Regions from separate parts of the Sus scrofa genome. Here region 2 is linked to region 1. A link is a contact called in public HiChIP or PLAC-seq data. All regions are on one chromosome and are shown on one strand. The core of a region is the stretch at or near the end of the contact, and the rest is flanking DNA. Distances in the headings are between cores, read along the strand shown. Region 1 has its middle 44 kb from the start of TCF7L2. Region 2 overlaps TCF7L2 (transcription factor 7-like 2).

Region 1 (2,700 bases), core at 189-2,688:
TTTCTTTCTTTTTTTTTTTTGTCTTTTGAACTTTTAGGGCTGCACCTGAGGCATATGGAGGCTCCTAGGCTAGGGGTCTAATCAGAGCTGTTGCTGCCAGCCTACGCTACAACCACAGCAATGCCAGATCCTAGCCGCGTCTGCGACCTACACCACAGCTCACGGCAACACCAGATCCCTTAACCCACTGAGCGAGGCCAGGGATCGAACCCGCAACCTCATGGTTCCTAGTCAGATTCATTTCTGCTGCGCCACGACAGGAACTCCCACCACCCACTTTTTGTAAATAAAGCTTTATTGGGAAACAACCCTGTCCATTGAATTACTTATTATCCATGGCTGCTTTTGTGCTCCACCAGCAGAACTGAGAAGTTGTAGCAGAGATGATATAGCCTCCAAAGCCTAAGATATTTCCTCTCTAGCTTTTTGCAGAAAATGTTGCCAACCTCTGGGAAAGGTAAAGACCACACCTGGGGCTTCATAAAAGTTCAAGCTGTGGCACAGGTCATAGTGAATTTCACTAATATCACCCCCGTCCATGCAGGGCTTCATTCTTCATTTTCAGAAGGTCTGGGCTCGCTTTCCACTCACAGCCCCTGCCATCCATCCACTCACCATCTAGAAATTACACCAGGGATGGGGGTGGGGGGGCCTTCCTGATGCTGCTGAGCACAGAGCAGGCACTTATGACAGCACCTCTCACCAGGAGGGCCTCTGGAGGCCACCAAGTCACGTGACAGATGGCCACCCTGGAGCCCAGGAAGAGGAAATGCCAGTAGCAGACAGAGCAGCCCTGGAAGCAGACCTGTGGATACAGAGCAGCCCTGGAAGCAGACCTGTGGGCACAGGACCTCCATCCTGAGTGCCCTTGGGTAGCTGTCTGCCTGGAGATGGGATACAGTGAAGAAAGGACCCTCTTCTTCTGGACACTTGCTGCTGAGCTGCTGGGCTGTGGAAGGACAGCACAGACCTTTCCCCCCAAAACAAGCAGGACAAGTTCAGGGCCAGCACCAAATACTTCGCCCCCACCTTCTCGAACCCAGCACCCAAGCTACAGACTCAGCTAATCCTTCTGAAGTCAATTAAAGCCAAGCATCGAATGTGGCCAACGGAGAGAACCACTGTCGGTAAACGTAGCTTGGTTGCTAAGACCTCCTTTCCTTTGCAGACTCCTCCCCTCTCACCACGGGCACCTCGGTTCATTCTCCCAGCACCTCTGCCGGCCCATAGCATCTCTGTTTTATGCTCAAGGTAACTGAGGCTGGTGCGGTTGAGATGAAATCTCTGCTCTCCGGGACCAGGCAGCAAGACTCAAGCGGAAGCCCTCAAAGGCCTGTCGGCTGCCTTTCTTCCTTTCAGCTTGCTTCACATGACGTAGCTGCACTAGCCTGGAGCGCATGAATCATTCTCTTGGAGCAGCAACAGGAACTTGAAAAGTAGCCTCTCCTGCCCTGCCCACAAATACCTCCGGCTGGCTCCCCAGGCCCGCGTGGCCTCCTGCAGGCCCTTCCCTACAGGCCCTGCCTGGAAGAACTGCAGAGCACAGCTGAGAGCCCAGAAAGAGCTTCCTGCCAGCAGCCCTGCAAGTGGTGTTTACACACCACTTTCCAGTTCACAAGGTCCATGCACCTGCTCAATTATACCAGCCACCGGTGCCAAGTCCATGAACCTACACACGGGCCTTGGCACCGTAAATCCAGCCCCTACCATGTTTTAAGCATCATGTTCAGGGCTTTACATGCACAAGTACAGAAGTTCGCAAAGCCCCCAGACCCTTTCAGGAGTGTCTGTGAAGTCAAAACTCTTTTACAATATGTTCATAAAATTACTAAGGCATTATTTGCTTTTTTCACTCTCATTCTCTCTTAAGCATACAACAGAATTTTCCAGAAGCTACGTGATGTGTGACGGTGCCATCACTCTTCTAGAATTTTCTAAAGGGAGGCCAGAGGAGTGCTCAATAATTTTTAAAAGTGTAAAGGTGTGCAGAGATTACAAATTTTGAGACCTGCTGTACTATTATCATCCTTTTTTTAACCCTCACAACAACCCTATGAGGTAAGTACTATCATCTCTAAGTTTACAAATGAGAAAATTGACTCAAAGAGGCAAAGTGACTCACTCCAGTTCACATAGGTAGAAAGCAGCTGGGCTGGGATTGCAAGCTGGGTCTCTGTAGGGCTCAGGACAAGGTTATAAGGTTCATGGAAAAGGACCTCTCTTCAGCTCTCCTTTTTTTTGTTCTCCTTTTCTTTCTTTCTTTCTTTCTTTCTTTCTTTCTTTCTTTTTTTTTTTTACAGCCACACCTTCGGCATATGGAAGTTCCCAGGCTAGGGGCTGAATCAGAGCTGCAGCTGGGGCCTATGCCACAGCCACAGCAACACTAGATCTGAGCCACATCTGTGACCTATACAACAGCTTAGGGCAAGGCCAGATCCTTAACCCAATGAATGAGACCAGGGATTGAACCCACATCCTCTCGGATACTGGTCGGGTTCTTAACCCGCTGAGCCACAGTGGGAGCTCCATCTCCAGCTCTCTTAAACAGACCACTTTGGAGGTAGTGACCATGACCTGGGGGCACCCAAAGTGGGTTACTTAACTGGTTCCTTCTCTTCTCAGAATTCAGGAAATGCCAGACTCTTTGGGCCTATTTGCTGCTCATACATACAAGGTAAGGGCAGTGATCCCTGGGGTGAC
Region 2 (2,700 bases), core at 55-2,554, 190 kb after region 1:
TTCTCCTTATAAGCTCTGCTGCCCGAAAATAACAGTAAAGGATGAAGTGGAGTCTAATTGCTGTTCTTGCCCTCTTCATATATCTTATTTAAGTTATAGTTGGAAAAGCAGCTAAAAACATGGAGTTCATGCCAGTAGTTTGAGGAGTTGCAGTTTATCTAGCCCTGGAATTAAGTGGCGTTCATCATCTCTTCCTGAGCACCAGTGAGTGATGTTTCTGACCCAAACATAGACTAAACTGGCCAGCTGTGTGGGTCAAACAGGATAGCCAGCAGCTCTGAGGTCAGGATGGTGCCGAAAACCCAGCATCTGCTTGTTATCCCACCCCCCAAATCTGTGATGTCCCCTGACCTCCTGTGCGCACAGCGCTTCATCTGTAGGTGATTTGACAGCAGAATTTAGCATTTGAGAGTCTTTAAAAACAGCCCCAAAAGGGGCAATTAAAAATTTGTGCTTCTTCTATAGCGTATAAAGCACGCTTTTCAGTTCTGTATTTCAGGAGCAGAGTCATTGGCGTTGAACGTTGGGCTGGATAGTCAAAGAGCTGGTTTTTGTTTGACTTTGACTAGATCATCCATGAAGGGATTCCAGGAGTGTATCTATTAGCACCTCGACACTAGGAACTTATTACCACCCTCTCTAGGTTGTAAGGTCCCCAAAGACAAGGACTTTTTCCCTTCTAGTTGACTGATGTATTCCGTAGTGCCTGAAACAGTGCCATGTGTGAAAGAGACCCTGAGTGGGTATTGATTGAAGTAGTGCATAACTCTTTTTTTTTTTAAGTGTTTTAAGTTGTTATTATTATTATTTTTGGCCACTCCCGAGGCACTCAGAAGTTCCCGGGCCAGGGATCAAACCCTAAGCCACAGCAGTGGTGATGCCAGATCCTTAACTCACTGAGCCACCAGGGAGCTCTAGTGCATGGCTCTTTAAGGGAGGAACGCAGGAACGATTCTACCTTCGCTGCAATTATTCTTCCTCCTCCTCCTCCTTTTTCATTTGCTGAAGCGCCTAACCAGCTAATCTCAATTCTTCTGAGTCCTCTGAGCTTGTTTGTTTTTCTGTCTACAAAATGGGGCTGTTGTCATGTAAGACTTTATTTGATTATGAGAAATAGTCCCTCCCAAACTTCCTTGAACAGAGGTGCTAGACAAAAACAAGATGGTTTTGAAAAAAACACCGCAGTCCAGACTATACTAAGATGCTTGGTTGCATCCGAAACCAGTTTCACAGTCTGCTTTAGGCGGGCGGTTGCAACATGCTCTCCATCTGTGCCTGATTCCAAGGAGCAAACTTGAGCTCCAACTCCACACTGTGGCGGGAACGTTGGCACCGACGCTCCCCAGACGGCCAATGGGCGTTGCTGTGGTGGAGGCATGACATGATTTAATTTTACTTTATTATTTGCTGGATGTGCCCATTGTGTGTTAGCCTCTGGGTGTGTTTACAAGGAGCTTAGGAAAGAGGTAGAGGCTGCGTTGTCTGTGTGAGGGCCAGGAGTGTTCTCTTTCTTCCTCTCTCTCTCTCTCACGATACACCTCTCCCCTTAGGCATCTAGCACCAGTCCGGGCCAGGGGTGAAATCATCACGATTCAGCAAGAGGCTCAGAAAGACCTGCCTTCCTAAAATCCCTTCCCCTTAGCCCTGTAATTCGCTGTGACAGCAGCTTGGGGCCTGAGCGTGTGTGAGCTTAGTTTCTCAAAGGACACACATGTTGTCAAGGGTGTGGCCAGTCCCTGCGCTTCCTTAGTAGAGTTGAAATCCACTTGACCGGATTTGGGTGACTCTTCCTGGCAACATTCCTAAATTTGCTGTGAAAAGCAAAGGTTCAGAATCCACAAAAACGTCATTTATTTGGCAATGAAAACCAAGGAATTTCGGAACAGGGATCAGTTCTGTCCTGCACAGTCGCCTTCCCTCTTCGTGTTTTGATGACAGGTTCTTTTTATTCAGAAGGGAGCAATCATGTATTTTAAGGGAGGTGGGAAAGGGAGGTGGTTTGGCCTGTGTCCATGTATTCAGATGCTCATCCTTTAAAAAAAAAAGGGGGGGGCTTTATTATGGTGTCCTAGTGAGTATCTCTGTGTCATTGCTGTTTATAAATTATCTTCCCTTCCAACCTGTTTGTTAAGTTCAAATCTTGGCTCTGGGAGAGATACAGTTATCAGTAAGGCAGATTCCCTTTATTCTTACCAACCCCCCCACCCCCACCCCCGGTCATATTGCTGTAGTGTTATCTAACTAGGGGACCTCATGGGTGACAGGAGGTTTTTGGATCCATAACCCCAAGCCACCCCCAGTCCTGGCCTTGCAGGTCTGCCTTATCAAGCCAGTGAAACTTTGGCAGCTTGTGGGGTTCTTCCATCCTTCCTGCACCTGAGGAGATGCATAGCAGTCAGTCCTGATCTAGCAAATGGATGCAAAAATCCCCACCAGTATGTATTTTTGAAATATTTTCATTTGACCGGCTCAGCAGGTTCTAACTTACTTACGCAACTGGATGGGTTTATTTAATTTTCCCCCCAGACCTTGACCAGTGGCTGTGAAGACCCGTGTCCGAGGAAATCGGGCCTCCTCCCTTCCCTGGGGAGCGGACGGGGTTGGGTGTGGTGGCTGGGTTGAGAAGTCCTTGGGGACCTTGAGAAAGGTGTGCCACCTTGAGCAGCTGTGGTCCCCCGTTCTTGTTCACCTTTGCACCCA

The links. HiChIP or PLAC-seq counts read pairs in DNA pulled down with a chosen protein or histone mark.
Region 2: a contact with region 1 is called in an H3K27ac HiChIP or PLAC-seq map of alveolar macrophages. The contact joins two enhancer-like sites. A contact is called at or near these places in 1 of 47 Hi-C or Micro-C datasets (embryonic fibroblasts) and 1 of 2 datasets of contacts at active chromatin or transcription factors (alveolar macrophages).

Annotation. Positions count from the first base shown.
Region 1 is chr14:123,298,058-123,300,757 of Sscrofa11.1, forward strand. No RefSeq gene overlaps it. Among named protein-coding and RNA genes, the nearest start is that of TCF7L2, 44 kb to the right of the region's middle. Within about 2 kb of position 1,439, at least 21 of the 83 cell types and tissues checked have an H3K27ac peak or open chromatin away from gene starts, as enhancers often do. A contact at or near this core is called in alveolar macrophages and embryonic fibroblasts, where this site is marked.
Region 2 is chr14:123,492,092-123,494,791 of Sscrofa11.1, forward strand. All of the region lies in intron 6 of TCF7L2 (transcription factor 7-like 2), which reads left to right. Among named protein-coding and RNA genes, the nearest start is that of TCF7L2, 150 kb to the left of the region's middle. Within about 2 kb of position 1,305, at least 13 of the 83 cell types and tissues checked have an H3K27ac peak or open chromatin away from gene starts, as enhancers often do. A contact at or near this core is called in alveolar macrophages and embryonic fibroblasts, where this site is marked.